2 separate regions of the Bombyx mori genome follow, and region 1 is linked to region 2. The links are chromatin contacts, called in public Hi-C maps. All regions are on one chromosome and are shown on one strand. Each heading gives the region's core, a stretch centred on a gene start, on an enhancer-like site or on the middle of the called end of the contact. The rest is flanking DNA. Distances are from core to core; before and after follow the strand shown.

Evidence for each region. Hi-C and Micro-C count contacts between places; a contact is called where the count stands out from the background.
Region 1: a contact with region 2 is called in a Hi-C map of middle silk gland, with 2.6 times the contacts expected there. The contact joins the enhancer-like site here to the promoter of LOC101740372 in region 2. A contact is called at or near these places in 2 of 7 Hi-C or Micro-C datasets (middle silk gland and posterior silk gland).

Annotation. Positions count from the first base shown.
Region 1 is chr18:12,902,650-12,907,474 of ASM3026992v2, forward strand. All of the region lies in intron 4 of LOC101740372 (visual system homeobox 2), which reads left to right. Among protein-coding and RNA genes, the nearest start is that of LOC101736278, 60 kb to the right of the region's middle. Within about 2 kb of position 2,807, at least 1 of the 8 cell types and tissues checked has open chromatin away from gene starts, as enhancers often do.
Region 2 is chr18:12,803,639-12,808,182 of ASM3026992v2, forward strand. It overlaps LOC101740372 (visual system homeobox 2), which reads left to right and starts at 2,649. Exons shown (of 8, transcript XM_062673754.1): 1 at 2,649-3,422. The coding sequence starts at 3,122.

The DNA.
Region 1 (4,825 bases), core at 1,557-4,056, 99 kb after region 2:
CTCTTGCTAGGGCTAGTGTTAGCAAATTCTCTCAGGTTGAGCCTGTGAGCTCACCTCACGCCCACCCGTACGGGCGTAGCTGGATTAGCCTCTTAATAGGTAGGAAAAAAATTATTCCGCAGTTTGTTTTCCTTAATTTTGTATAGGTCATGCTAACATTTCGGAATTCACGTAATTTCACGAAAAGACCGAAAGTCAGCGTAGCAAATTTCGTTAAAATCAGACAACACAGCACTTAACCCTTCCACGGCCGCCGGGACGGATCATACCATTATTCTATTTTCTCATCACTCGACGAGTTTGCACGTCGCGTTCGTAATACAGGGAGACCGCTTTTTTTCCGAACCCCACTTTGCGGCTCGGTATTTTATTGTATGCTCATTACCGTGTGGGTTTTGAGACGCTTCGCAATGTACGAAATGTCAGAACGAAACGTATGAGAGAATTTTTTGTTGAAGCGAAAAAAATATATTATTATAATACACACGTGTTTAAGTATTTCCTTAGGTCTTCGCGAGTTTAATCTTCTCGCGTTTATTATTGTTCTTATACGAGTATGTATTTCCGACATTTCGAATAATTTACATTATACATAGTCGTAAATGTCTGACATTACATACATTCATATTTGTATCTTAATGTAGTATCTATTATATATACTTTATTAACCATTCTTCTTCTTTTTTTCCACCTTATCTCACTAGATGGGGTCAGCATACCTAATTTTGGGTCGGCACAGCTAATTGTTCTCTTCCATTCTCTTCTATCAGCCGTCATCTCAACACTCACTCCTCTCTCTCTCTCATATTGTCATTCACACACTCCAACCATATCTTCTTCGGTCGACCTGTTCCCCCTCTACCTTGCGCTACCATCATCATTATCCTGCCCTTCTCCCAGTCACCTGGGGTCGGCGCAACATGTTTTCTCTTTCCATAGTCTTCTATCATATACCATTTCTTCGCTCACTCCCCTCCTACCCATATCGTCTTTCACACAATCCATCCATTTCTTCTTAGGTCTACCTCTTCCTCTAAATCCTTCCACATTCAGAGTTAACACTCTCTTAACAATCTCATTTTCATTTCGTCTCATCACATGTCCATACCATCCCAAACGTGCACTCCTCAGCTTCTCTGTCACCGGTGCCACTTTCAGACTTCCTCTAACATATTCATTCCGTATTCTATCCATTCTCGTTACTCCACACATCCATCGCAACATTCGCATCTCTGCTGCATGCAATCGCCTTTCATCTCTCTACCTTGCGCTACCATTAATAAATAAATTGTTAGCCATTAATAAACAAATTTAATAATTTGTTTATTTATGTGACACTTGATTCGGTTGATCCGACATTAGTTCTTAGTACTCATAGGAAGATTTAAGGAGTTTGGTATCTCATCTTCGGAAAGACCAGAGGTTCAGATGGACCCCCATGCATGGTACCCTGGGCTAAAATTGAATCCTTTACGTCCAAGATTTTGTTAAAACTAAAACGTACCAATTCTCTACAATTTTACCACAAAAACGGTGCATGCTTCTTATTCGGATATGTTGACATTAATTTAAGTGTCAAAACACATTTTTTATACCGTCGAGATGTGACTAATTTTTAGGAGTGTATTATTTTAGACCTAAACAAATAAGGTCCACTCGACGTGGAGAGCGCGGCTAATTAGACGCATCAACTATTTGTACAGTTGCTTGGTCGCTGCGTTATGTTCGTAGACGACATCTACTGGTTGAACCCTACCACGATTTGTATCTAGCGATGCAAGGCTATTCGAATCCCGCTGGCGGGTACCAATTTTTCTAATGAAATACGTACTTCACAAATCTTCGCGATTGACTGCCACAGTGAAGAAATAGCGTCGTGTAAAAAAAGTCAAGCCTGCAAAATTATAATTTGCGTAATTACTGGTGGTAGGACCTCTTGTGAGACCGCACGGGTAGGTACCACCAACCCGCCTATTTCTGCCGTGAAGCAGTAATGCGTTTCAGTTTGAAGCGTAGTGCAGCCGTTGTAACTAACTAAGACATTGTAGATGTCTATGGGCTCCAGTAACCACTTAATACCAGGTGGACTGTGAGCTCGTCCACCTATCTAAGTAATAAAAAAAACGATTCACCATAACTATAACTAGCTCAATATCTGAATAGATAATCACTGATAGTGCTAAGCCAGTACCGATTACGCATGTTGCAGTAACAACCGTACAAAGTTTGAACTTAGTTGTTGGAGTGTTGGCCAAACGTAGAGAATTATGGATCGTTACGATAAGATATTAAAAAAAAAGTGCATGGTTGGTCGATCATATTTTGTACGAAGTTTCATAGAATCTTGGTCACTTCTTTCTTGGAGGGCTAATAATAATCTCATTGAAAAACAAACTCGAAATTCGTTGATACTACGTTATTATGTCAGGTTGGCGTTTTTATTCCTCGCCAAGAAATTGTAAAAGTTTTTTAAACCAATTAAATCCAATATAATAATCAAGAGTTTTATAACAGCGTATTGCCAACGCCATCCACACAAAGCCACGCACACACGCACACATAAATCTTGTATAATATGGAAAAGCACAATTAAAATACCTCAAACAAAACATCCAAGATCCAATCGTACGTCAAAAAGCCACTTGAAAGCCACAAAGCGTCTTATTACCAACATATTATTTTAATATTGTTGCAATAAAGGAACAATGGCCGATCGGAATATTTGTGTTAGACACTAATGACCGTGTAGGCACCATACAAGAAAAACAAACTTAGATTTACAGCACAAATAAATATATACGAAACGAAAGTGTATTACGCTTTGGGTTCCGTCGAACGCAAATAAAACCTTGTCGAAGGCTACAAAGAAATGACTCGGGTTGCATCTCGAGCTGTCAAGTATAGTTTTGAAAGGAAATAAACGTGTGATTATTATTAGTGGAGTCTTTGGTTGGTAGTTCTTAGAAGTGATGTGTGGCCGTTGATTTTATTAGGCTTTGATTGACCGATCCTAGACTCCTTCAAGCTGTTGACTTTGGATCTTCAAATCGAAATTGTATGATTAATTTGTACCGATGTGGTATTTTTTTTAAGACGCTCTAGATTAGTTTGATTTTTTTAAATTAGATTACCTCTTCAGAAAAAGACTTTGATGTGGCATGTGAATGACGATATGAGAGAGACAGGAGTGAGTGTTGAGATGACGGCTGATAGAAGAGAATGGAATGGAAAAATTCGCTTTGTACTGGGATAAGGTGGAGACAAAAAAGAAGATTACCTCTTCGTATTTGTGTATTTATTTGATCATCAAAATCTTAATACAGAACGACATTATGTGGCAGATAACTTGTTGTGTGTAACATTATCTTTAATATATACATTTTCTTCTTCAACCTAAATCCATCCAACGCCGAATTAGATCCATAACAAAAAAAACTTACCTATTCTAGTAGCCTCCAGGGGTTATTCTAGATTCACCGAGCTAATAGGTGAGCTCATGGGGCTCAAACCGGGAGTGTTGCTAACACTGGCCCCAGCAAGAGCAAGGCTTCGCAGAATTTACCACCGGATCGGAAACGCGATCCACTGAGAAGATCCGGTGAGAAACTCAGTGGGCTGTGTCTGTGGGTTAATTTACTCGTCGAGCCTTTCGTCGCAAGCGACGGGTTCTGAGAGGATGGTGACCGGTGCTTGAAGTACCTAAAAGCAACGTTAGCTGATCCGTAATGACGTGCTTAGGGCGACGTCGCCTGTTTTCCATTCGGTCCACAGGATCGAGTATGACTAGATTTCTATGTATCTATTGTCCCATCGAGTTCTTATGGGTCCGACCTAACTAACCATCTGTCGATCTTATTTATTACCTGAATAAGTTTCTAGATTTGTAATTAATTCTTATATAATATTATAATATCTTGCACTGCACTAAAATTCGCATGTCAAATAATGACAAAGCATACACGCTGCTTTTAAGTTATGCAATAACTCATTTTCACTATGCTTGGCGAATAAATGATTTCTTTCTTTCTTTCTTTCATTAAACTTTTACAAAATATATTTAATATGTTAACAAAATATGTTTTCAAATGTTAACCTCAAATTAAACAGTCACAGGAAATACATTTCGATATTCTCATTAATAGGAAATAGACACTTATGTTTCGTGAAGTCGCGTTCGACAAAATGGCGGTAAAATAACAAATTCAGTAACGTCATGTTCAATGCCCAAATCAACACGCACAGTAATGAATTAGACGGAAATGGTAACTTCATAAATTTAGTGTTGTAAACATAGATTGAGTTTTTATTCACCACACAGTCTTTTAATTTGTTAGAAATGCTGTAAAAGCAATTTTATGAAGATAATGTGACCTAAATTAAGAAATTTCGAGACGGTAGTCACTCCCTTAAGAATATTTTCCAAACCTTCCACTATTTTAAACAACAATAATTCTACATAAAAGATATTTAAAGGGCATAACAAATAGACAAAATTATGAATTAAAGTTTTAATGTTATATCCGGACCTAATGTTACTTACTTAAAATGCAGAGCCTAAACAAAAACCTCTTTCTTTTTGACCTGAACACCTCAACAAATTATGTTAATTTACCCACAAAATACGTGTAGAAACAAACCAGCAGGTTCAATTTGTGAGTCCCTAACGATAACCAAACATGGCTGCTGTATAATTTGACAAACAATACAACAATCTAAGCGCCGAACAAACATTCACGCTACGGAATGTCGACTGCAAACTGGAATTGTCACGGGCGACACTTGTTTCAACATAATCAGGCAGATCATTGTAATAAACTCCGTTGGC
Region 2 (4,544 bases), core at 1,399-3,898:
GCGTTTCAGTTTGAAGGGTGGGGCAGCCGTTGTAACTATACTTGAGACTTTAGAACTTATATCTCATGTAGGTGACGCATTTACGTTGTGGATATCTATGGGCTCCAGTAACCACTTAACACCAGGTGGGCTGTGAGCTCATCCATCTAAGTAATAAAAATAAAAAAACATAGATTAAAAACATTTATAACGTTCCTAATGGAAATTAACTAAGAAGGGTTTTTCTCATACGATTATGATAGCATGTTTCAATTTCCAGAAAAACTGCAATAATTTGTTATTTTTTACTCAGCTTCGTATGGTGACATGATAACGAGTTCAAATTTAAACTTCTTTTGCGTTTTAGTCTCGTGTCTTTTTCAATTTTCATAATATTATTTGCTATCTTTCGAATACAGTCGTCTGTGATCACGTATGCTGTAAAAAAAAAAGTATAAGTAAAAAAAAAGTATTCGATTTGAATACGCAATTTCTTTTTTCTTCCCTACATATGCTGATAGCCTTGAGAGGCTATTTCAGCTTCGCCCTAACTTGTAGATGAGCTCACTGGGCTCAAACTAGAAGTGTTGCTAACACTGACCCTAGCAAGAGCAGTGCTTTGCAGAATCTACCACCGGATCGAAAACGCGACCCATCAAGAAGATCCGGCGAGAAACTCAGTGGGCTGTGTATATGAGTTAATTCGCTCGACGAGCCCTTCGTCGCAAGCGACGGGTTCGATGAGGACGGTGAGCGGTGCTTGAGGTACCTAAAAGAACCGTTAATGGGTCGGGCGGATCCGTAATGAAGTGTTTTGGGTGCCGTCGAAATTAATAATTACGATATTATAACAGGTATAGTAATGGTCGCCCAGTAGTCGAAATTCAACTATTATTGATTGAAATTATAAGTTTGAACATTAATATGGTTCTATAGTCAAAGACTTTACTTTCATAATCACAAATTTGGCCAAGACTACATTATAGACAAATAATATTAAAGACAAACAATATTTATCTATTCTCAATTTGACCACAAACTTTAACAATGAACAAAAGAGTATATATGCGTGTGTGTGTCAAATACACGGTAGTGTGTGTAATGTTTTATTTATCGATTTAATGTATGTATTTCTTATACATAATTTAAAAAAATTAGCATTCTGCACCGCTTCTCTATGTTCTCTATAAGTGTGAGAAATTTCGTACACCTCCGTCTGCGCAATTTTCGTAAAAAGGTGTACAAAGTTTTTGCTTCACGTATTAATATATAGGTGTAGGATTGGTAAGAACGGAACGTATGAATAGAGTGTGGAACGGAGCGTTAAGATGTTAGTGAGAGAAAACGGAAAGAAAGAGAGAAGAGAATGACAGATAGAATGACAGAGAATTGGAAGATGGCGAAGACGGTTGAAAAATGAGTAAGACGTAATAAAATTAGTGTTAATTATTAATTACTATTATAATAGAAGATTTTGGAATAGTGTAGTTTTTATTTTATGCGCTGCGATCCCTATTCCACATAGAGATTATATTTCTCTTGTATATTTATTGGAATGTGATACAATATATTTTAATGCGATAAGGCAATGCCACAGCACGTTTGTTTGACTGATAGCGAGTGCCTTAAGCATCAGTCCGCCACTGTACCTACCTACTATTGTCTTCTTAGTCGTTTGATTCTTGATAGAGTGGTCGAGTTCATTGCGTAGCTTTTAAGAAGGAAGGTCTGAAACGTCTTACGGTACCCCGCCATGTCTTGTGCATAAAGTTAAATACCTAAATAAATAGTTTACGTCTCGTTTAACGCTAGTGGTGGATATACAAATGATTTTTTTATATTTTTATTTATTCAGAAAATTAAATTGTCTGTATGGTTGTCGTTGCTCGTGAACATCGGCATTGTCACTGTCAATGAGTGTGCTTAGAGCGAAAACTAAAGCCATCTCATAAACTTTATACTACTTAGTCGAAATTTTAGAACTAGATTTATACATTATTAAATTTATAATTTTTTTAATGTATCAAAACAAGTATTGGGTTTTTAACCTTTTTTTATCTAAAACTTTATTAACAATTATCTACAAATAAACCATTGGTCAATAAAATCTTATAAACTAAACTAACAAAATTATTTACAAGTTATTAAAAAAAAAACCACAAAACACAGGAAACATGAATATACACTAAGCTCTACAAGAATTCCTCAAGTGCTCTACCCGCAGGTAGAGCTGCAGGTGTAGAGCACGACCAATGATTGATAATGGCACATTATGCGGCCGACACCGAATGTCGTTTTGTACCAGAGGAGGCCATTGAAGTAGCGCGATAATAAAGCAAAGTGCCAAGAAAATATAGAATAATACCGGCTGTCCGGTACACGACCCCCGTCTGCCGACCCCTGGCCCCCACGCCACGGACTATTCATTTCTCACAATTAATCAAAATTATATCAGCGCTGCCATTTAATACAATGTCGGTTTAATTCGCTTGCCAATAAGGCTCCGTTTCGAGTACTGCGGCGTCACGTAGGCGTGTCCCCCGCGAAGAAATCTGGCCAATAGAGTGCGGTAACAAAATATCCGTATTGGCTATAAGTAGGCTCCGCCTGCGTGGCCCGGGGGGCTGGTGAGTGATTTCCGAAACGGCGCATTGTAAGTCAGCGGGGGATCCGCTTGTGTCCTTTCGTCGTTGCGGCTGCCGTAAGCGTTTCAGTTCCGAAACGTCGTAACGTGTATCGGGGGGGTGGTGAAATACGATGGTTTGACAGTGAACCTCGGGAGCCAGCACGCCGAGGGGGGTCCTCTCGTTTTTACAAAGCGCCCGGCGGTGTACCGCTCAGAAGCGCTGCGGACGCCGGACAGAGCGCTCGTGTCGCGTTTTTAACACGATACCAACAATTTTCCGCGAATTTCAATCGCACCTAAATTCTAACTTTAAGTAAACTTGTAGCCTAAGCGAGGCCTAATCTACTCTAGTTTAATAATTATTAAGTGAATTTTCAAACATTGAATTAGTGTGACTTGTAAACGAATGGTCTAATATTGTGATAAAATTTCCAAAAAAAAAACAAGACAAAGATACATGTCTTCAGTTATGTAAGCTGAGATCGTAGCGAGTGGTCAGATACTGTTTCGCTCAAAATGCAAGCGATGAGCGCTAACGCAAGCGCTCCCAGAGCACCCCAGCGCTCTCCATTCGCCATCCAAGAGCTGCTAGGTCTCTCCGATAATCGGGAGAGCAGAGAGAGATACTTCGAGAGCAGAGATGGAGATAGAGTACTCAATTTATCTGAGAGCAGAGAGCCCCGGTCGGCTTACACTCCTCAGTTTCCTCTGCCGGCCTCTGTTGCGAGTCGCGTGGCCTATGCAGCAGCTTTCAATGCTCAAGCTGCAGTAGCCGCAGCCTTCCTCCCGGGTCCTCCATTACTGCATCATCCACCAGGTAAATACCTATAGTATTTTGAGATTCTCACGCGATTTAACTTTGTAATTTTGGCCTAAAACACAAATTAACGTTATCGTTTCTAATCAATTTAGAGCTGTTAGATTTGTTTCATGACAAAATATATTTTGTTTGTTGTGCAATATCGGTGTGAATTTACAATTTCGGTACTAAAATATCCGATTTGTATTGAGCGAAATATTGAAATGAAGATCAATTTAGATAGTCCAAGTAGACTTTTGAGAAGATAGAATTAAAAAGAAGACTTACATGTCACTGTTGTTACAACAAAGATTGGTACATTAAACTACCTGTCCTAGTGAATGAAACTGGAAAAACCGCCGGGCCATTAGTAAACCATAAAAAAAAACATTGTAGTTAAATATTTGCTTCATTTGAACTAAAACCTTAACCTTTGCAAATGGTTACAATCCATATTAAGACACTAGTGAATAATTTCTACGAAATATTTACATATTCATACCTGAAAGTATTTAGTAAGGATATTATGATTATTTTTTAAGTTACGCATCATAATCTTGATTCAACAATTAATGTAATCGAACCTCGACCGAGTGAGGTTTTGATTTTGGCTTTTAATGAAGATCTTTATTGAGAAATGTGTAAATGAATTCTTTGAATGTTCATAGTGATGTTTTTTTTTTATAATTATAATTAGCATTTTCATACGACAGACGATATAAAAGGTTGTGTGTTCGCTTTGAAAATGCCGACGGCCGGCTCAAATTACTCTTATTGTTCAAGCGGTTATAATGTGGCTTTTGTCTTTAATATTGAAGTGTTTAATTCGTTTAGTAAATCCTCATTCGAGTAAACACAGATTTGGATGCGTTAGGATAATCCGTAAGCATATGCGTCTAGGAAATCATAGCGTTAATAATCAGATGTAAAGCTATTTCATAAAAAACTACATACATATCGACGCTTGAAAGGCAAACGTGACTAAGCGACAATAACTGCTTTATACATTAATGATAGGCAATAACCAATATTCGATGCGCAAAAAAAATATATTTCTAGGACTATTAAAATCATTTCAATCCTATAGCTAGATTCGTTAAAATAGAATTTTTTTCAGGTATTTCAACTTTAAATTAGTCT